2 separate regions of the Mus musculus genome follow, and region 1 is linked to region 2. The links are chromatin contacts, called in public Micro-C maps. All regions are on one chromosome and are shown on one strand. The core of a region is the stretch at or near the end of the contact, and the rest is flanking DNA. Distances in the headings are between cores, read along the strand shown.

The links. Hi-C and Micro-C count contacts between places; a contact is called where the count stands out from the background.
Region 1: a contact with region 2 is called in a Micro-C map of the HL-1 cell line, with 2.5 times the contacts expected there. The contact joins two enhancer-like sites. A contact is called at or near these places in 2 of 484 Hi-C or Micro-C datasets (the HL-1 cell line and embryonic stem cells) and 1 of 115 datasets of contacts at active chromatin or transcription factors (pancreatic cancer cells).

The regions. Positions count from the first base shown.
Region 1 is chr11:102,573,711-102,576,773 of GRCm38.p6, reverse strand. Gm11627 (predicted gene 11627) reads left to right here. Exons shown (of 3, transcript NR_040286.1): 3 at 1-375. Among named protein-coding and RNA genes, the nearest start is that of Gm11627, 3.9 kb to the left of the region's middle. Within about 2 kb of position 1,508, at least 5 of the 459 cell types and tissues checked have an H3K27ac peak or open chromatin away from gene starts, as enhancers often do. A contact at or near this core is called in the HL-1 cell line, where this site is marked.
Region 2 is chr11:102,217,319-102,220,309 of GRCm38.p6, reverse strand. It overlaps Hdac5 (histone deacetylase 5), which reads left to right. Exons shown (of 27, transcript NM_010412.3): 3 at 1,823-1,894. Among named protein-coding and RNA genes, the nearest start is that of Mir8101, 11 kb to the left of the region's middle. Within about 2 kb of position 1,374, at least 218 of the 459 cell types and tissues checked have an H3K27ac peak or open chromatin away from gene starts, as enhancers often do. A contact at or near this core is called in the HL-1 cell line, where this site is marked.

The sequences.
Region 1 (3,063 bases), core at 259-2,758, 360 kb before region 2:
CAGGCAGGAGGGATTGTTCGTTTCCAAGAAGATCTGCACCGGCTGTACCCAAATAGAACGTCATTTTGATATGAAGGATTTCAGCCCCTGAAGATTTTGATACCCACAGAGTTGCTGGAAACAGCTCTCCTGGATACCAAGGGATGCTCATCTCATATTTGAATCATCCCGACCCTCACTGAGCAGACAGCTCCCAGAGTAACGCTGACTCAGAGAGAAGGAATTCGAGTCACCCGGGATATTTAAAATATTCTAGTAGCCACGTAGTTTAACAGAAAGAAAAAAAATATTAAGACAAGTGAGATGAACCTTAATAATATTTAATCCAATGATGTAAACTATTTTCATATGTAATCAATATAAAATAATTAGTGCTAAATTTGCTTCTTTTTTTTTTTTTTTTTTCCTCCTTTAAACTGTCGTTGGAATTTAGTTTTGCCCTCACAGCACCTCTGTTTGGTCAGTTGTGTACTCGTGACTCAGACTGGACAAGTGGGTAGATACTGAACAGCCGCTGGGTGTGGTGGTGCGGGCCTTTGATCCCAGCACTGGGGAGGCAGAGGAGGCTCTAGAAGTTTGAGGTCAGCCTGCTCTACGGAGACAAATTAAGGACAGCCAGGGTTACATGGTGGGACCTCATCTCAAAAACAAAACAAAATACTATAACAAAAAACCCCAAGATATTGCACAGTGGGCTCAAAAGATGGCTCGCAGCAGGTAGAGGCAGTCGACCCGAGTTCCATCCCTGGAGCCCATGTTTTTGTAGAAATTTTTAATTTCAATCCGGGGTTTCTACCCTACCTTTGGTCATTTAGTCTCCGGATAAAGACACACAACTTTTATTATTATTATTTTTTTTTTTTTTTTTTTTTTTTTTTTTTTTTTTTTTTGGTTTTTCAAGACAGGGTTTCTCTTTATAGCCCTGGCTGTCCTGGAACTCACTTTGTAGACCAGGCTGGCCTCGAACTCAGAAATCCGCCTGCCTCTGTCTCCCCAGTGCTGGGATTAAATGCGTGCACCACCACGCCTGGCACAACTTTTATTATTAATAATAAGCCTTAAACAGCACAAGAGCTGGGCAGATATCTACCCTCTATGCTATTAAAATCTACTTCCCTATCGATAACCCTGAGTTATTACTGTGTTTCATCTGGGCTGCTCGTAACTCTAACTGGCCAGCCCTCAGTGTCACGTTCTCATGGCGCACCTAGCCCATGGTGGCTTCTCCTTTCTCCTCACCTTCTTCTCCAGCTCCTGACTCTCCCTCAACAACCCCCAGCCCGAAAACCATAAAACCCACCTATATCTCTCCTGCCCAGCTATTGGCTGTCAGCATCTTTATTTACCAATCAAAAGCAACTTGGGTACAAGGGCACATAGTATCACTTGGGTCTATGTGCAGACTCTTGTATTTCTGGGGCAACCAGGTCTTTCTTGGGGACCACACTTTGCATTACAATACACAGCAAAAGTCCTCATGTCCTCAGCACCAGTAAAGCGTGGAGGGAGAGAACTGACTACAGGAAGCTGCTCTCTAATCTTTGCCCACATGCTGTGACATGTGCACACATAGGCACATGCATTTCATATGCAAGGTAATAATAAAATTTTAAAAGGATATTGAACAATATGTAGAGCCTGTTTGGGTCCAACAAGTCCAGGTACTAAAGGCCCATTTTAAAAATTGTGGGAGGAGCTGGAGAGATGGGTCAGTGATAAAGAGCATTGTCTGTTCTTCTTCTAGAGTATCTGAGTACAATTCCCTTTACTACCAGGGCAGCTCACAACCATCTGTCACTCCAGCTTCAGGGAATCCAATGCCTCTGGGCTCCAAAGATACCTGTACTCTATGTGTGTGTGTGTGTGTGTGAACATGCAGACACACACAAACGCATAATTAAAACTAACAATAAATAAAATATTTGCTATAAATATTTTATAAGTAATAATAATAAATAAAATTTTTTTTATTGTCAGGCTGTACATATGGTGCGCACCTTTAATCTGAGCACCTGGGGTCCACTCTCAGCATCCACACGGTGGCTCACACCTATTTGTAACTCCTGTTCCAGAGAATTCAGGGTCCTCTTCTGGCTTCCGTGAACACTGCAAAAATAGCAAAAACGGAGTACACAGACAAAAACTCATATACATAAAATAATTTTGTTAAAAACAAAACAAAACAAGTGGGCTGGTGAGATGGTTCAGTGGGCAGAGGTATTTGAGACCAAGTCTGATGACCTGCCTGCAATCCCCAGGACCCACAGGGCAGAAGAAGACAGCCAGTTCCTGCCAGTTGTCCTCTGACCTCTGCATCATCCTCTGTGGTGTGCACGTTCCCCGTCTCACAAATAAATATAATTAAAATTTTTTTGTTAAGGGCTGGAGAGATGGCTCAGTGATTAAAAGCACTGGATGCTCTTCCAGAGGTCCTGAGTTCAAATCCCCTGCACCCACATGGCAGCTCACAACCATTTATAATGGGATCTGATGCCCTCTTCTGATGTATATAAATAATTAAAAAAAAATGTTGTAGAGTCAGGCAGTAGTGGTGCATGCCTTTAATCCCAACACTTGGGAGGCAGAGGCAGACAGATCACTATGAGTTTGAGGCCAGCCTGGTCTACAGAGTGAGTTCCAGGACAGCCAGGGCTACCCAGAGAAATCATGTCTGGAAAAAAACAAAAAATGTTACTGGGGATATATCTTACTGGTATAGTATTTGCCTGAATTTAATCCACAATGCACACAGTAGAAGAAGAAAACTGACCCCCATGGAACAGTATTCTGAACATGATATGAGTTTGTGTGTGTCCGGTGCAACACCATAAATTAATTAATTAAAAAAACAGGTTTGTATATCATATGTGTATCTGCTGCCCAAGGAGGCCAGAAGGTGTGAAAAGTATGGACAGATGTGAGTTGTCATGAGGGGGCTGGAGACCAAACCTGGGTCCTCTTGTAAAAGCAACAAGTACTCCTACCTGCTGAGCCATCTCTCCAGCCTCTGCCCTCTCCAAAAATTATTTAGGAAAAAAAAAAAAAAATTGACTCCACACTGTG
Region 2 (2,991 bases), core at 125-2,624:
GAGGAGGCCCCGGTGGAGTCCTGGCAGAAACTTGGAAGATGAGTTTCTGGAGTCACAGCCACCATGTCCTTGGTTGGACTGCTTCTCCCAGGCTCCTGACAGGAGGGTGAGGTCATCCAGTCCAGAGAGAGGACAGGTGTCCCTGGCTCTGTGCCTGGAGTGGGGGGCAAGGAGGGGCCAGGAGGGGTCCAAAATAGTAACTGTGACGTCACGAAAGGGGGAGGAGCCTACAGACCCAGGAATAACCGGTCTATTAAAAGGCTGCAGTGAGGTCAGGGGGCCAAGTGGGATCTCTCTATCAGTGGGAGGCACAACTCGGGAAGAAGGGGGGTCAACAGTAGGTGACACTGGCAGTGGCACCAGTTTTGATGGTACAGTGACCCCCATGGCCCAGGAAGGTGGAGAGCTGAGGCTACTCTGCCAGGCCAGGGTGCTAACAGCTGCTGGAGGGCCTCCAACCCCAAGTCTTCCTGTTTGGGCGCTGGAGGTCCTGTACCTGGGGCAGATGTGCATAGTCTGCCCATGAGTTATGGTGGTCAGTGCTTCAGACCTCTGGTCCCTATCACGTGAGCAGCTCTGTGAGGAGAGTGACTTCCGTCTCGCTGTACTGTACCTCGGTTTCCCCATCTTGGCCTCTTGCTGGTGGTCGTTGTTAGCACGAAGGCAATGTTTGCGGCTTGTGGTGCCCTCAGCTGGGGACGCTGCCAGGAAAGCATTGATTGAGCCGAGAATGGGCAGGTGCTGTCCAGTCCCCTGCCTGGGCTGGGCAGAGCCAACCCAGAAAAATCTCTCTGGTCCCTGGGAAGAGGCCGAGTGCCAGAGGGAGCACTGCAGAATGGGTGGGAGAGCTGCCACCCCACTGCTATTTAGGGTCTCCCTGATAGTAAAAGGCATCTCCCAGCTCTGTGGGAAGGCAGAAGTTACACAAACTCCACAGGCTGTAAGGAGGAGGTGCGAGGTTAGACCAGGTGGTTGGGTGTCTGTCACCTCTCCCTAGTCTTTCTGATTCCTGTCCTCGCTCTGCACAGAAAGGGGGAAGAGAGAAGATCCAGGCTGGCTGCTTGGTGTCCAGTCCGTTGTTTGCCCCCAGCAGTGGCCAAAGCTGACCCCAGATGCATGGGTCCTCTGCCTGCACCCTTCTCTAGTCCAGCCACTGGCCACCCAGGTCTGTGGCCTTGGCCCTGAGTGCAGGCCTCCCTTGCCCCCCTCCCCCTTGACTGGCGCTTCCTCCTGGGGTGGAACGCGCCTCCCCCCATGGGGCCTCCGCCAGGCCTGGGCTCCTGGCAGCCAGCCGGCGGCTCCCTGAGCATGCTCCACCTATTTATAGACAGGGCCCTCCCCCAACTGCTATTTCAGTCTCCTGCCAGCTGCCGGCGGCTCATTCGGGGAGGAGGAGCAGGGAGCCAAGCCCAGAGCTGTCACCGGTGGCTCTGGGAGGGAACACAGAGAGAGCCTGCCTGCCCACTGAGCTCCCCTTCCTGTCCCCTGAGCACCCAGCCATAGCCCAACTCCTGGAACCTTTGGACAGACTTTGGTCCACGCTCCTGGAGCGGAGAGCAGGCCCTTCAGCCTCATTAGCCTCCCTGCGTCTGCTGCCTCCGGAGCGCGCCCAGGCCGGATGAGGTGCCTCCTTGCCTCGTGGGTCCCAGCGGCAGTGGCCTGAGGGAGTCCTTGAGCAGCCAGCTGGCCCCGCTGACCACCTTTTCCCTCACCGGCTTCCGCCTCGGGCGGCCCCTCCCTGGCATGCTGCTGGTGCCCAAGGCACAGGGGCTTGTGGAGATGCTGCAGACCATCTATGAGACCGAGTCCTGTTTCTCAGCAGATGGCATGTCAGGCCGGGAACCATCCTTGGAAATCCTGCCACGGACTCCTCTGCACAGCATCCCTGTGGCAGGTAAGTGGCTGCGTGTCCCCACCTGCCCTCAGCTCTTGGGCATCCTGGCGCCTGGTTTGAGCACCTCACTGTGAGTCTTCCTCCATCGGGGTCCTGCTTCAGCCTTTGAGGGTTTTGTTGAACATCCGTGGACTGGAAGAGCTGTGCTTCTAAGGCAGCCTCCCTTCCTTCCTTGCCCAGGGCTGTCCTTTCACGGTGCCTCCTAGCCACCCTCCGCCTCATCCCTCCAGTGCCTCTGCCTTCAGCAGGGTCAGCCTCAGCTGCTAGGGGCTAGGGCTTCCTAGAGGATTCTGGCCTAGTTGGACCATGGTCAGAGGGGGAGGAAGTGGGTCAGTGACCTGTCTCAGGCTGCCTGCTCTCCCCACAATTGAGCAGAGGAAGAAGTTGTGCCTGGAGTACCTGCAGGAGTCAGAATCCGAGCCTCTGTGGCTTGCTTTGACCTGGTAGTGACTTTGGCAAGTTTTTGGTCAGGAGGCTTCTGAGAATGGACTCTTAGGAAGAGCCTTGTTGGGATAGGGTTGAGCAGAGACTAGCAGCTGGGGTGTTTAAGGATTTTGGCTTAGTTCCTAGTTACCTCCTAGCTCTTCCTTCCCTGGGCTGTGGTTTCTTCCCACTTTCTGAGGATAAGGGATGTGTTATTTTGACCACAGGTGGGCTTAAAGACCTCCCCCCCTAACCTCAGCTCGAGGATTCCTAGACCTGCCCACCTTCCCTGGGGGAGCTTTTTATTGATCCTTGGTAGGGGGTGGGGTCCCCCCAGAGCTGGCCACTCCTTCTGTCACTCCCAGGAACCTGTTGCCACCAGGCTGGCACCACAAGATGCTTCCTCCAGGGAGGGGCCTGCTGGACCCATGCCTGCTTGGTCCCTCCTGGCAGTGGCTGGCTTGGTACTTTCGAGAGAGAGAATATGTGTGTGTGTGTGTGTGTGTGTGTGTGTGTGTGTGTGTGTGTGTGCGCGCGCGCTAGAGTTCTTGACTCTGGATACATGGGTGTGGATCTGAAGGTTTCAATTAGAAGGTGGAAGCTGTATCTCTCTCTGGTGGGTACCTGTGATTTGGCTCTCTGCTGTCCAGGGCTAAGACTTGAGTAGGATTGCG